2 separate regions of the Mus musculus genome follow, and region 1 is linked to region 2. A link is a contact called in public promoter capture Hi-C data. All regions are on one chromosome and are shown on one strand. The core of a region is the stretch at or near the end of the contact, and the rest is flanking DNA. Distances in the headings are between cores, read along the strand shown. Region 1 has its middle 27 kb from the start of Gpr55. Region 2 holds the start of Itm2c (integral membrane protein 2C).

What was found. Promoter capture Hi-C pulls out the DNA fragments that hold promoters and counts their contacts.
Region 1: a contact with region 2 is called in a promoter capture Hi-C map of the HPC-7 cell line. The contact joins the enhancer-like site here to the promoter of Itm2c in region 2. A contact is called at or near these places in 15 of 39 promoter capture datasets (the 3T3-L1 cell line, 3T3-L1-derived adipocytes, the C10 cell line and 9 more), 2 of 484 Hi-C or Micro-C datasets (CD4 T cells and bone marrow-derived macrophages), 16 of 115 datasets of contacts at active chromatin or transcription factors (CD8 T cells, the HPC-7 cell line, SST interneurons and 9 more) and 2 of 9 other capture datasets (adipose tissue and liver).

What each region holds. Positions count from the first base shown.
Region 1 is chr1:85,986,693-85,990,197 of GRCm38.p6, reverse strand. It overlaps a transcript of Gpr55 not described here. Among named protein-coding and RNA genes, the nearest start is that of Gpr55, 27 kb to the right of the region's middle. Within about 2 kb of position 1,662, at least 32 of the 459 cell types and tissues checked have an H3K27ac peak or open chromatin away from gene starts, as enhancers often do. A contact at or near this core is called in the HPC-7 cell line, bone marrow-derived dendritic cells and bone marrow-derived macrophages, where this site is marked.
Region 2 is chr1:85,892,838-85,896,038 of GRCm38.p6, reverse strand. It overlaps Itm2c (integral membrane protein 2C), which reads right to left and starts at 1,529. Exons shown (of 6, transcript NM_022417.3): 1 at 1,250-1,529. The coding sequence starts at 1,375.

The DNA.
Region 1 (3,505 bases), core at 413-2,912, 94 kb before region 2:
AGCTGCCTTTCTTTGTGTTTCAGTCTTCTCACTCTTTTTTTAAATTATTATTATTATCACAAACATTTGTTTGACGCAAAACCTGGGGAGTCGGTTCCCTCCTGTCACCATGTGGGCTCTGGGACAGGAAGTACACTTAGCCTCTGAGCCATTTCCCAACTTTGTTTTGTTTGTTTTTGGTTTTTAGGGTTTTTTTGGATCATGTACATTTTAATATAATTAATTGATTATTATGTTTTTAACCCCATGGATGTTGTGAAGTTGGTAACAAGAGCTTTCTTGAAGGACAGTAGGTTTTTTTTTCCCCAGTAGAGTTAACACTTTTTTTTAAAATTAGGTATTTTCGTCATTTACATTTCAAGTCCCCCATACCCTCCCCAGTCTTCTCACTCTTAAGTTGACAATGACAGTATCTACCTCAGGATAGTTGGGAGTAACTAAATGAGCTGATGAACATGGAGCTCTTTAACGCAGTGCTAGGAGCACTATTCAATAGTCAGGGTGGGAGACAATGCCTTGGAAGAGACCGAGGCCAGCTTGATCTACACAGTCAGACACTTTTAGCCATAAAAATGAAAAATCACCAATGTTATGTCCATGGCAAATTCCTGGGCCATGCTGAGTGTTAGTGTTGTGGTTATAATATATGTAATTATTATGTTATATACATACATGCACATGTGCAATTGGCAAAAAGGTAAATAAACACTCATTTGTTTCTTATCTTTTCTGTGGTAGACAATGCCTTTAGTCCCAGAGGTAGGCAAATCTCTGTGAGTTCAAGGTCAGCCTGGTCTACATAGCAAATTCCAGGACAGCCAGGGCTACCTAATAGAGAGATCCTGTCTTGAAAAACAAGACAAAACAAAACAAAACCCCCTAAAAACCAAAAACAAACAAAACAAAGTTGGGAAATGGCTCAGAGGCTAAGTGTACTTCCTGTCCCAGAGCCCACATGGTGACAGGAGGGAACCGACTCCCCAGGTTGTTCTCTGACCTCTGTACTCAGCCCATGGCATATGTACCATCTTTCTCTCTCTGGTACACACGCACACTCATGTGGATGCACTCTTGCGTGCACAAGCAAGCACTAACACACACACACACACACACACACACACACACCAAATGAAAAGTAATTTTAAAAGAGTAAAAAAATCGGAAGTGAAACCTTACTTTCAGATGAATTCTAGAAAAAGAGTTGACCTTGGCTTTGCCCTTAGGCTTCCTTTTGGAGAATCAGGAAACCTCTGGTCTAAAGATGCCACTGTAACCTTTTCTGCTCATGCTTCCTATAGGAGGGAACTCCTTTTTTGGACATCTAATTTACCACAGCCAAGGTAACGGTCTCTATACATGAACTACACTTGGCTTTGCTCGATAGTTGGAAGGACAGCCCATTGAGCTAGGGATTAATAGATTCCCAAATATTGACAGTGGCTGAAGAGAATGTATATCAAGAAAGGGCCCATGTTTAGGTTGTGGGAATTTCACATAGATACAGAACCAGGAGTTTGTGTGAAAGCCTTTTTTTGTTTTTTGGTAAGAACATCTGACTAACTGTTGCACCTATTCATGACGAGACTCCCCAGGTTGTTCTCTGACCTCTGTACTCAGCCCAGTGACGAGGCTGCAGAGTGGCTGTCACATTAAGGAACCACAAAAAGCAGGAAGTTAAGACCTATCTACTGGGCCGTCACTGAAAACAACACAAAATCACATGAGTGTGCGTGTGTACCAGAGAGAGAAAGATGGTACATATGCCATGGGCTGAGTACAGAGGTCAGAGAACAACCTGGGGAGAGTATAGTGCTGTTTATATTATTTTCCATAATTCCAGTGGTGTGCTGGAAATTAACCCTTGCCACTCAAAGCACACAGAGATGGTCATTTTAGGGAAAGGAGACATTAGGTAAGTTACCAGCTCTTCATGAAAGGAGAAATGGCTGTCACATAATAAAGGGACATAGATGGTAGGAGAAATCTAAAGATGAATCCATGTCTAATGGCAGCTGCAACAAGAGGCCTCTGACCAGGCATAGGGAGTGACATATGGCACTTAGCAGGCTGAAGCTGGAGGGATCACAAGTTCAAGGCTAGACTGACTACATAAGTGAGTTCCAGGACAGCTTGGGATGTGTAATAAGACTCTGTCTTAAAAAGCAAAACAAACAAAAAGAGACCAAAAGAAATAAAAGCCCATGTGTCTTCTCACTTGTGGGTTTAAATCGTTTGATGGAGATTATGTAAAGAATAAAAAGGTTCCCCTGGGCTTTCCAGATTCAGGGAAAAGAATGCAGGAACTGAGTAACAGATCTTGTATTGTTTGTTTGTTTGTAAGAGTGGTGTGCTACATATACAGTATTTTCCAACTCTGAAGTTCCAACACAAAGTATTTGGGAAACTTGAAAAATACTAAAGCTTAAAAAACAAAAACAAGCCGGGCATGGTGGCGCACGCCTTTAATGCCAGCAATGAGGCAAGGGGGAAGGCCAAGGAACAGAGGCAAAAGACCCACCTTCTACCTTGCCCTTTTGAAATCTGAGCAGCTACCAGAGGGTGCCCTACTTTGGGGAGGGAGGGTCTTCCCACATCAATTGAAGCAATCAGGATTGTTCTCCCGGTAATTCTTCTCTGTGGCAAGCTGACATTGAAACCCAGCAGCAAATCTTTAGTAAGTGCTTCCACAGTCTAGGCAGCGCTCTGTGTGCCTTTTATATATTGACTCACTGGCTTCTCACAGCAGCTCTATGATGCAAAGGCTGCTACTGGCCTCTCCGTGTTCTAAAAAAGGAAGGGAAGTTACTTTCTGCATGCTTGCCTTCAGCATCTGGTTGGGTCTGGCTATTGTACTTTGTTGCTCTTGGACCTCTTTTCTCGTTTGTTTGTTTGTTTGTTTTGTTTTGGTCTTGGGCACCTGTTACCAGCTGCCCTTCTATGACAGAAGTGATCTCTCTCTCTCTCTCTCTCTCTCTCTCTCTCTCTCTCTCTCAAAGTGGGTATTTACAGCCTTCTGAAAAACTCTGCTTCTTGCCAGGCAGTGGTGGCGCATGCCTTTAATCCCAGCACTCGGGAGGCAGAGGCAGGCGGATTTCTGAGTTCGAGGCCAGCCTGGTCTACAGAGTGAGTTCCAGGACAGCCAGGGCTACACAGAGAAACCCTGTCTCGAAAAACAAAAAACAAAAACAAAACAGAAACTCCTTTGAGGCTTTTGCCAATGATTTGGAAAAGAGGGAACTAGGCTATGGTCTAAAAGCTAAACACAACACAACTGGAAGCAGATCTTGAGAGTGTCATCCTTCAGATGGTAAGTGACTCCAGAGTTGGAACAAAGACTTGGATGCCATGTGTCCTAGTCAGGGTGCTATTGCTGCGATGAAACACCATGACTGAAGGTAAGTTGGGGAAGAAAGGGTTTATTTCACTGACGGTTACACATAACGGTTCATCATCAAAAAGCAGTGAGGGCAGGAACTCAGGCAGGGTAGGAACCTGGAGGAGGACA
Region 2 (3,201 bases), core at 280-2,779:
TCAAGTATGGGGTGTCCCTCTCCACCTAGGCTTCAGACACCCTTCAACCCCCCCCACCTGGTTGGCCAATGAATTCTTGTTGGTGTCTGAATTGCTCGGTGCTGTAGTGACTAGAACAGAGCTGCCTGAGTCCCTGGCATCACCGTTTCTGCTCAGACTGGCCCACTGCATGACCCCCTCTTCCAGATCATTCCCCACGAGTTCCTCATATATGCCCAGGCAAAGGCAGAATCAGAGCTTCAAAACTTGATCCGGGAGGAGGAAGTGGAAGGGGCTTTTTTAGGTTCGGTCTGGATCGAAAGGCCCGGCTTGGTGCGCCCCAGGACCGCTGGGGGGCGTGTGACAGTGGCCATGAAAACACCCTTACTGAAGCAAAATGAAACTCGGCTGGGTCCGCTTTTCCGTCACCAGTCCTTCCAGTCAGTGACTGCCACGAGTCCTCCCCGACACACTCCACATAGCATAGTTTTCCATGGCGGAAATGACCTGGATCCCCTCAGCCAGGGGAAGGCGGGGCACACCAAGGCCAGTCCACACAAAGCCAACTGAGTGACTATAGGGATGTCTAGGGCACTGGGGCAGTAAGGAGCCCACTCAGCAGATGGTAACAACGTAGCTGGAAGCCAGAGAAGGAGCTAAGAAGTAGGGCCCGCAGGTGTGAAATGGGAGAAGGCTCATCACTGACTTAGGTCTGCCAGTTCCAACAGTAACCTCCACCCACCACAGACCCCATTTGAGGACCAAAACAATGGCACCTCCCTTTCGTTACTAACCAGAGATTCCCCAACCAAATTCCCCAACCAATCAGGCCTCATCACCTCCCCCCTTCCCGGCCCCGCTTTGGGGGAAACTACGTTCAACCCTCCTCCCCTCCCCCACTCGGGGACTGGCTTCCCGGCCCCTGCCCCTTGATTGGAACCAGACGCAAACCTTCACCAACATTCCCCAAACTTTCATGGGTCCGCCACCTTCCCTTATCTTGGAACTTCGCGCCCAGAAGCCCCCACTTTTGGAAAAGACCCTGTGTGCGTTCCCACTTAAGGACCAGTTCTGCTTTCGACTACCGCTGTGGGGAAGGTCCTGAGACCCTTTCCCAGATGCGGATGGAGCAGCCTTTTCAGACCTCTCATCCCGCTTCCGCTCGTGACTCTGAGGTACCGCTGGTCGTGGCGGCCACTGGGGAATGCCTAGGTCCCTCGATGACCCCCCACCCCCGCCCCGCCCCCATCTGAGACCCGGAGCCTCTCACCCTCGCCGGCGTCAGCAGGATCTCCGCGGCCGGGGCAGATGCCGAGGCCGGACCAGACGCCGCTGCTTTGTCCGCTTTATCAGCCTTGATGCCCGCTACCGCGGGCTGGAAACTGATCTTCACCATGGCTGCGTTGACCTGCGCCTGCTCCCTGCAGCCCCTGCCAGTGCAACCTCGATCGCAATGCCTGCTTCTTGCTGCGCCGCAGGCACCGGAAGTTTGGATGGCTCCGGAGTCCTCGCCTCTGTCCCCGCCCCGAACGCGTCCCGCCCCGCCTTCCAAGGAAGGACCTGACGCCTGCGCCGAACTGCACCGGGCAGCACTGTAGCTGAAGAATGCTGAGATTTCCTTCCACCTCTTGCTTATATTCATTCATTCAGTCGTCGCGCAAGAGCTTGGACCCCTTCCTTCTCCCTGCCCATGACTAGCATCCTCACATGTAGTTTAACACGACGTTGCCTGGCAACGTGCTTCTAACAAACTGCATCTCCCTCCTCCTCGATATCTTTGATTATGTTGAGAGAAGACGCAGAGTAACTAACTGTTCTAAGCTTTCCTCCTCCAACATGTGTTAGGCTGGAAAGGGGCATCAACTCCAGACGCCTAACTGCTTGCCTCTATCCTGAATTCTAAATCCATCCCCACCGCCTTCATTCTCCACCATGCATCTTTCTCTATCCTTCATCCTGCAAAACCTTCAGGGAGTGGAGGTGGGTAACTTGAGGTGCATAAGACCTACAATACCTTGCAGGAGTGGAATCGTGACTGGAAAATATGACAAGAATTACGGGGGGCTGGGCCAGAGGTTTTGGGTTCCAGTCAGGACTCTGCTCCTGCAGTGTATCACCGGGTATTAGGAAGAAGCCAAGATTTATGTTGCAGGGCCATCTCTTGACAACAAAGTCCTAGATCTCTCCTCGCTGTTCCCAATCCAGGCTGTGATAGCACCGAGCCTGCCGTGCTTGGCGTCAGTTCTACAAAGGTGCTGGTAATGGGGGCCGAGCATTCTGCTGGCGTATTGAGGACAGTCCAGTAGGCTCTGCTGCCCTCTCCTACCTGTCACGGCTTGGACAGAGTTGCCTTAGGCACTAGACCATTGTATCTCGGTTTAGATCTTGTATGAACCAGGCAGTCCAGGAGATACATAGCTTAAGGCAGTAGAATATAAATGGTAAAATGTATAATGGTAAAAGATGTAAATGGTGCGAAGGCCACTGGCACTGCAGGAATTGAGAGAATAGAGAGATGCATTACATGCAGGAAAGGCAAATCCATTACCAGAGTAGATGCTTACTTTGGTAAGGACTAAGCACTACCCTTTCTATGAAAGAAGCGGTCCAATGTAGGTGACCTGCCACCAGGGTGCTGGCTGGCCAACTCAGGGAATGGTGGCCAGTGACGGTCACTGCTGGTGTGGCAGATCTGGCACTCAGCTGCAGCTGTTACCAGATCACTTCAATGAGTGGAAGTCCATATTGCCAGTCCAGGTATAGTTTCCATCTCTATCGGCATGGCCGCTTGTTCATAGGCCCATTGGACAATGACAGGGATGGCTGGGGAAAGAGGCTGACTGTCCACAGAACGGGCCATCTGTCTACTGGAATACTGGACTCCTCCCCTGCTGAAGTCACCTTTTGATGAGCACTACATAGTACACAGGCATGTCACATCCTCTTGCACGCGCCGGACTCGACCAGCAAGAACGACACTGCAACAGGATCTTTCTGCACACATTTATTGGGAGAGCTTGATTGCAGAGGTGAAGAGACCCCAAGCCCAGAACTGGTGCTGCTTATATAGGCCTAGAAGAGGCGTGTCTCACACACGGATTGGTTATGCACTAAGCCTCATTTGCATGTTCCTCATCTGATTGGCTACTCTCTCTCTCTCTCTGTACCTCACAGAGCCTCATTATCATACCTCATTTGCATGTCTCACATCTGATTGGTTAT